2 separate regions of the Sus scrofa genome follow, and region 1 is linked to region 2. Evidence: chromatin contacts called from public targeted proximity ligation data. All regions are on one chromosome and are shown on one strand. The core of a region is the stretch at or near the end of the contact, and the rest is flanking DNA. Distances in the headings are between cores, read along the strand shown. Region 1 has its middle 250 kb from the start of THUMPD2. Region 2 overlaps SLC8A1 (sodium/calcium exchanger 1).

Region 1 (4,414 bases), core at 904-3,403, 350 kb after region 2:
GAGTACGTCCCATTGGTTGTCTCCTTGCAACTCTGTGAGTATGGTACTATTATAGATAAGAAAAAAACTGAAACTTAAAAGATTAGGCATTTTTTTTTAAGGTCAAACATCTGGGGAGTAGCAGTGCATGGAATGGAACCTAGTAAACCTGATACTAGAATTGGGCATTATAATTACATTATGGCTTATCCATTAATTTAGAATATCCTCTAGTTAAAAAATAACCCCCAAATCTTAGATAACAGAGCCCAATTTGACAAAGCAATTCTCCAGGGCAATTGCTACAGAAAGTGACCCCTGTGGTCCAGGTTGCTTCCATCTTTGCAGCTCTGTCATCTGAAGCTATGTAGCTTCTGCAGGCACTGTGGCAGAGAGAGAGCTAGAGAGCTGCACGCCGGCTTGGATGTCATTTTTGCTCACAGCTCCTCACTCAGACTAAACACACAGCCACAACCTAGCTACAAGGGAAGCCAGAGAACATCTTCCAGAGTGCTGGAGAGAAATGAAATAGGATTTGGGGTGTCTGACATAATGCTCTGGACCATCAGCTTGAAAATTCTTGAAGAGGCAGTTTTTTATACAATACGTAACTTTACTCAACAGAATGCCTTTTTGGAAGGGCACTATCTGTATCTAGAAGAACTATTTCCTTGAGGAAATTGAGAGAGAACATAAGATAGCCAAGGGCCTGAGCGAGTTCCAAAATGTTATTAGCAACTCGTAATGAAATAAAAAGCAGAGAAATTTGTTTTTCTTCTTAGAAGGATGATCAAGAACAGAGAATATATTTAACACTGAATCAGAGTAAACACCAGCCTGAAGAGCCAGTGCAGCTGATGGAGCCTATTTTTGCTGTAAGAGGAAAGGCGAGATATAAGAAAAGGAAAGATAGTGTAAGCATGAGGCCAAAGGCTAATGTGATTTCTCCCCAAGATCCCAGTCTTTAGTAAAATTGACCAGATGAAATAAGTGATTTTTATTGTTTGTGGAAAATGTTGAAAGAGCAAAGGAGCACACGTGGGTTGATGTGAGCTGCATCAGAAGCAGTAGATTCGACTCAGGACCTAGAAGTCAAGGAGGCCACAGGGAAGTAACCCCCTGGCAATCAACTGAATCTAGAATTTGAATCCTCATTTTGCTTTACTTATTTTTTTTTTTTTTGTCTTTTGCAAATGAAAGAGCTTTAATGACCACACAGAAGAGTAAGTTTCTCTTGTTGTTGGGTGAACCTCTAAATCACATTAACTTTAATTCCTAAATCATTTTCCAAGTTTTAGGATTACCCAACACACTGCAACTTTTGGTTGGTCCTGAGGCAGGGTGCCACTTTCACTATTTTTTTTTAATTATATATATACTTTTTCTCACATCATGAGCCCACATCCACAGGAATGATGGTATAATCCAGTCATTTTCTGGGGATCCCAGCCTCCTTGTGGTTTTGGAAAAGTTCCAGAACATTGTGCAAAGCCAAGCAGCAGGGAGCTCCCTTAGGTCACTGGTAATCACTGTTCATCCACACTGGTGAGTCACTCCATCCCCAGATGCCACTGCCCCAGCAGGCTTGAGGCCTTCTGAAGGGTGAATCTGTTTCTTCTATGCCTCATGTGGGGTTCTGGAAGCAGGGCAGGCCTTAAAGTCCTTGTGCCTAAGGTCCAGTCTTTCTGGGGTACCAAGGAGTTGCTTTTCTAGGAACCCTCCAATATTGGGTTGAATCTCTTTCTTCTCTCTTGCCACTGTCAGAGTGCTATGGACCAAATGTTTGTGTCTCCTCAAAATTCCTCCTTTAAACCCTAATGTGATGGCAATAGGAGGAGGGGCCTTTGGGAGGTGAATAGGTCATGAGGATGGAGCCCTCATGAATGGGATTAGTGCCCTTATTTTGTGCAGCATTGGTGGTGTAGTGGTGAGTATAGCCACCAACAAAAAAGAGTCCAAGAGAGCTCTCTGCCCTCTGCAATGTGAGAATACAAGATGTTAGCATTCTGCAACCCAGAAAAGAGACCCCAACCATGCTGGCACCCTGAACTTGTACTTCCAGGCTCTAGAACTATGATAAATAATTTGCTGTAGTTTATAAGACACTCAGTCTTTGGTATTCTGCTACAGCAGCCCAAACTGACTAAGCCACTGGGGCTCCCTGATTTCCCCTGTCCCTCAGAACACCCAGAATAATTTCTGTAGCATTCTTACAAAAGACAGGAAGATGCACAACGTCATGTGCTATCTACTTTCAGTTCTTCAAAACTCCCCGAAACACATAAATACTAAGTAAATACTTAAGGATAGAGCTGCATTGAATGGTGAATAAAAACAAAGTAAAATTTCAAAACAACGCAAAACCCTACCTATATACATGCATAGAAAACACACACATACAATGAAAAAAAACCTCTTTTTTTTTGGTGGGAAATACACCAAAATGATGACAGTATCTCTGAGAAGTGAGATTAAAGAATTTTATTTTCTCTGTTTTCCAAACTTTCTGTGGTAAATACATGCAACTGCTGCAACAAATCAAGAGCAATCTCCAGTGTGGTCCTGGCACAAAAATAGACATATAGATCAATGGAATAGAATAGAGAACCCAGTTATAAGCCCAGACACCTATAGTCAATTAACCTCCAACAGTGGATGCAAGAATATAAAATGGGGAAAAGACAGTCTCTTCAACAAGTGGTGCTGATAAAATTGGACAGCTGCATATAAGTCAATGAAACTAGAACACACACTCACACCATGCACAAAAATAAACTCAAAATGGCTTAAAGACTTAAACATAAGACAAGACACCATAAAGTTTCTAGAAGATAACATAGGTAAAACATTCTCTGACATCAACCATACAAATGTTTTCTTAGGTCAGTCTCCCAAGGCAACAGAAATAAAAACAAAAATAAACCAATGGGACCTATATAAACTACAAGTTTTTCACAGCAAAGGAAACCATAAAAAAAAAAAAGAAAAGAAATTGTACAGAATGGGAGAAAATAGTTGCAAATGGTTCAACTGATAAGGGATTAATCTCCAAAATATACAAACAACTCATACAACTCAACAGCCAAAAAAAATTGAAAAAAATGGGCAGAAAACCTAAGCAGACATTTCTCTGTCAGAACTGCCATCATTAGTAAGTCTACAAATAACAAATGCTGGAGAGGGTGTGAGAAAAGGGAACCCTTCTACCCTCCCACACTGTTGGTGGGAATGTAAATTGGTACAAGCACTATGGAAAACAGTATGGAGTTTCCTCAGAAAACTAAATATAGAACTACCATATAATCCAACAATCCCACTCCTGGACATATATCCAGACAAAGCTTTCATTCAAAAAGATACATGCAACCCTATGTTCATCGTAACACTATTCACAATAGCCTAAACATAGAAACAACCTAAATGTCCATCAACAGATGAATGAATTAGGAAGATGTGGTGCATATATACAATGGAATACTACTCAATTATAAAAAGGATAAAATTATGTCATTTTCGGAAACATGGATGGAACTAGAGATTCTCAAACTAATTGAAGTCAGAAAGAGAACAACAAATACTATATTAAATCACTTACATCTAGAATCTAATATATGGCACAAATTAACCTATATACAGAAAAGAAACAAACTCATGGACATGGAAAACAGACTTATGGTTGCCAAGAGGGAGTGGGAGGGAGTGGGATGGACTGGTGGGGTTAGATGCAAACTGTTACATTTGGAACATATAGGCAATGAGGTCCTACTATACAGCACAGGGAACATGTCCAATCTCTTAGGTGAGAACACATGGAAGATAGTATGAAAAAAAGGAATATACCTATATGTGTGACTGGGTCACTTTGCTGTACAACAGAAATTGAAGGAACATTGTAAATCAACTATACTTTAAAAAAATTTTTAATCAAAAGTAAAAGAAAAAACAAGAGTCACTTCCTCTATCTATCCCCTCTAGAACAGTCACATCATTGCCACCAGCAGTATTTCCACAATAGTTAGTTACCCTCAGAGAGTAAATGCTTATTGACATCCTCTCAGCGTGAGCTCTCCAATTTTCTGGTATGATGAGATTTTACATTCACGATGATAACACTGCAGCACTAATTGCATGATCCACAAGTGCTGTCATCAAAGAAAAATTAGATTAAGTTTGTTGAATTGTCTTACTCTTCAAAAAGGGGGAGTCAGAAAGACAACTAGTACCTCTCAGGTAACCAGAACGTTTTATCAATAGCAAGACTCCCAATGCTGAGAGAGAAGATGTACACAGGAATTCATCATCTATACCACCATAGGCACTGACTACCAAGCCTGGCACTGTGGCTGATCCTGTCCCTCCACCCATGACAGGGGTGTAGCTCAAGTCTTTTACCTTTTACCCTGGCATCTTGGAGGCAAGGATGGAGGCTAAGCAG
Region 2 (4,242 bases), core at 188-2,687:
GTTGTTAGCAGGGAGGGTGTGCTGGAAGGAAAGCTGGAAATGCAAATTGATTTCTTATGGATCCGGTGTCCTGTCCTCTGTTTAACCTGTGGGAACATGTCTGAACCTCAAGAACTCACCCACCTATGCTCTGGTTCTAGAACTAACTCTGAAAGATTTATCATTCCTGCCCATGCAGTGACTCAGTGATAAGCACAGAGGAAAGAAGCCTTTTTTCTTAATTTTAATATGTATTATATTGCTGTTGAGTCTGTTGCCCAGACTTAACATCCAGAATTTATAAATGTGCAGCTGTTAGAATACCATATCTCTCCATGACATATTTTCTAAGACTGCCAGGCATCCCATAAAGTTTAATGGTTATCTCAACTTTTTTACCTCTTTGTGGTCTTTATTTCATAGAGCTTTATCCTTAAACATATATCACAAAGATACAAACCAAAGGGAAAATTTCAAACTATTTCTTTCATGTTTCTAACCAGTGGTTTGCCTCATTCCTTTTCTACCCCATCAGCAAATAAAGAAAAATTCCTTCTCATGGTATTCAGCTCACAAAATATGCTGCCAAGCTTAACCCACAGCTGACTCCCCAGATTGGCTCCAGTCAATGGCTCTACAATTTAGCTGGAAAGACATTTATAAGAGCTGCTAAAGAGAATTCAAATGGACTGGCCAGGATTTTGTTTCCGGCCTATTCCATGGTATTGGTGTTGACACATATTGATAAGCCAGAGATAGAAGAACAGAGGCTGTGAGGCTGGCTAAGCCATGACCCAATAAGCATTACTTAATCAAGTGAGATTTGATGGGAGTAGAGTGAAATATCCCAAGAGAACTGATGGCTGGAAAATAAGTCAAAGCCCTAAGATATAGCATTGCCAAGACGATCTGTTTTTTCTTAAAATGAAGCTCTTGAAGCTCATGCACATTAATAATTAAGAGATTATGTGCTGATCCTTCTGTTCCCAGCTTAATGCTTTATGTCCTCAGCTAATGGTTGTCACGTAGTTGTTCTCTCCCTGAGGTGGAGGTGGCAGACACAGCTGTAACAACCATCTTCCATGATGACAATGTGAGGGTGGTAAGAACAGTAATAATAGAAAATGTTTCTCAAGTTTAATAAAAAAGGAAGAGGATTATCCTGGAACTGGCACATCCTACTTCTTCCCAACAAAATTCAGTGTCAGAATATTAACATTAATTAGGTTATATTCCTATAACAACTAGTGTATTAATAAGTAATGTTTAAGTAATATTACATAGATTTTAGGACGAAGTTGGGACCAATATAAGGATCTGAATTTTGGGTCTTGAAAAATCTCCAAGTGCCTAATAAGGAAGTGGGGAACCTGGCTTGACACCAGTTCCTGTAAACAGGATATGGGGTTTTTGTTGCCTCCAAGCTTCATGTGAGTCAGTGGTGTAATGTGTCTGTGAACAAAGCTGGTGTAACCATAGACTGCATCTTAGCAGAAGTAATGTATCCAGATCTTTAGATGTCCTCATCTCCCTACTCTTAGTATTAAGTGTATCACAACTTGAGTATTCAATTCCAGTTTGGACCTGCATGTTTAGATGTCATAGATAATCTAGAGGCGTCTAGATGAGATGGTGAACAATTATGGCAGAGTGGCACAGACTGATAGCATACATCCATTTGCCTTAATTGAGAGTGGGTGGGTGGTTTCCAACAGGATAAGGGAAAGACTTACTGAGCAATTCGGTAAATTGCATTTCCATTGGAAGAAGCCATTACCAATACTGATCAGAAATCAATAGAGCAGGGACAGAAATGGGGCTGGACTGCTATGTCAAGAAACCGTAAGAGTTCCCTGGTGACACAATAGGTTGAGGATCTGGTGTTGTGACTACTGTGGCTTAGGACACTGCTGTGGTATGGATTTGATCCCTTGCCCAGGAACTTCCACATGCTACAGGTGTAGTGAAAAAAAAAAAAAAAAGTCAGTAAAGGAAGAGGGGACATGTGGGTAGTATGAATGCAAAGGGAAAAGCCAAGGTTAGAGCTGGATGTTAGAGTTGTTAACAGTGTAATGTCAGAGAAGGTAAGCCAGGGTCAAAGACAGGAAACTCAAGGTTGTCTGGAAGACACAGACAGGAGACTGAGCTATAGACTCAACATTTGATGTCCCAGGAAGTAAATGGAGGCAGAGACTAGGAGGAGGAACCAAGTATGCCAGAAGTAGCATCTCAGAAGCCAAACCAGGTGAGAGAGCTGGGACTGTTGATCTTATGTGGTATCATCTGCTTGGTTAAGTGAGAATTGGTATGTGCTTTTACCCTATGAAAGCTTGTGTCTGGGGGCCAGCACGATAGCAGAGGGCTTGGCTCTGCAGTAAAGCCTTACCATTCTACCAGTTTGGTTTTCTGAAAAATCCCTATGAAATCACCTAGAATCATGGTAATTCATCTGTCTTCTTTGACCACCTTCAAACCCTTGAAAATCGGATCCCAAAGGTTAATTCTGGTGGAATCGCAAGACGTTTGATTTTAATGTGTGTAACCTCAAACTGACAGATGAAGTCCTTTTAAGAGGACTTTAGATTGATTAAACTTGTTAATTACTGTCATTGGATTTCCTCCACGCTCTTTTTTTTTTTTTAATTCCTTGGCAATGACAAAATATGCCTAAAATGAAAACTACATTTTAATCAACATTATCAATGCCATTTATTTTTTAAAAACAAGCCTAACAATACACGGAAATAATGTTCTGGAGAGATCATAGTTCTGTATGAAGCACTTATGAATAATGAAAAAGATACTGGAATTCAGGGACAAAAAAAAGACCTAATTTTTTGGTTCTAGTAGTCCTACATCCCATCCAAATGACCTTGAGCAAGTTGCATAATCCTCGGTAAACCTGTTGTCTCATCTATATAATGAAGATCATCACATCTGCACAAGAGTGTATCTGGTGAGGATAAAACTAGGGAATAAACATGACAATTAACATTTATTCCACACTTTATAATTTATAAAGCCTTTCTGACGTTTATTATTCCATTTGATCTTCATAACAGCTTTGTGAGACCATTTTCATTATTGTGGGTTTTATATTTATTTTTCTGACGAAGTAACTTCCCCCCAGATCCCATATTGGCAAAACTGGGACTCATTTAACTTGCACCACATAAACATTTATTTTATGACTCGTATGTGCCAAAACTATTTGAAGAAGCACTGGCAACTGTAATAATAATGAAACTGAAAGCTAGCATTTATTGGGTGCTTCCCATAAGTTGCTCTAAGTATATATGTGTATTAGTCCATTTAACAGTGCTCATATGGGACAGGTGCTCTTTTACCTTCATTTGACAAAAAGGAAATATAAACTGTAAAAGAGGCATATCCATTACCCGTTTTTATGGAGCTTGTAATGTACTGGGAAAGAATGAATCTCTGGTTCCCTGGCTCCAAAATCTATTTTTTTTAAATATCATAAAGCAATTTTTAGACTCTCAAATGCAAGGCAAATGAGTGACATGTTTATGATGTAAATGTAGGGATGGACAGGTCATTAGATAAATGGAAAAACAAGCTTAAACACTATCTACGTAAGAAGGATCATTCCCAAAGAGATCTTCCCCACTGAAGGCATTCTTTTTTTTTTCTTTTTTTTTTTTTTGGCTTTTTAGGGCTGCACCCTTGGCCTATGGAGTTTCTCAGGCTTAGGGTCTAATCTGAGCTGTAGCCACAGGCCTATACCCTAGTCATAGCAAAGTCAGATGTGACCCTTGTCTGTGACCTCAGGTCATGTGGCAAAGCTGGATCCTTAACCTGCTAAGTGACACCAGGATGGAACCCTGTGTTCTCATGGATACTAGTCAGATTGTTTCCACTGAGCCACGACGGGAACTGCGGATTCTTGAAATGGTGTGATTAAGTCCAAGAGTGAAGAAATATTTTTGTGGCCATGCATATCTAGGTGAAAAGTGAAGTGGGCAGTTAATCATGTGTGAATACTGTATCCTCAGGTAACTGTAAACACATAAATTATTGATTTTATTTTCTACAGATTATTTAGATGTTTGAATTTATAGCAGTATAACTCTGAAGCAAATCAGTATTAAACTAAGTATCAAAATATATATCAATACATTGAAGAATAAAGGACCATCAACTTGAGTGGTAGAAAGTCTGAATTCTTGTCGCATTTTCATATTCTTAGTTTAGTCATGTGTAAAATGTGACTATAATACCTTCCCTGCCTCCCCTATGGTT

The links.
Region 1: a targeted proximity ligation map of alveolar macrophages shows a contact between it and region 2. A contact is called at or near these places in 1 of 47 Hi-C or Micro-C datasets (embryonic fibroblasts) and 1 of 2 datasets of targeted methods (alveolar macrophages).

Annotation. Positions count from the first base shown.
Region 1 is chr3:100,303,573-100,307,986 of Sscrofa11.1, forward strand. No RefSeq gene overlaps it. Among named protein-coding and RNA genes, the nearest start is that of THUMPD2, 250 kb to the right of the region's middle.
Region 2 is chr3:99,957,759-99,962,000 of Sscrofa11.1, forward strand. All of the region lies in intron 3 of SLC8A1 (sodium/calcium exchanger 1), which reads left to right. Among named protein-coding and RNA genes, the nearest start is that of SLC8A1, 140 kb to the left of the region's middle.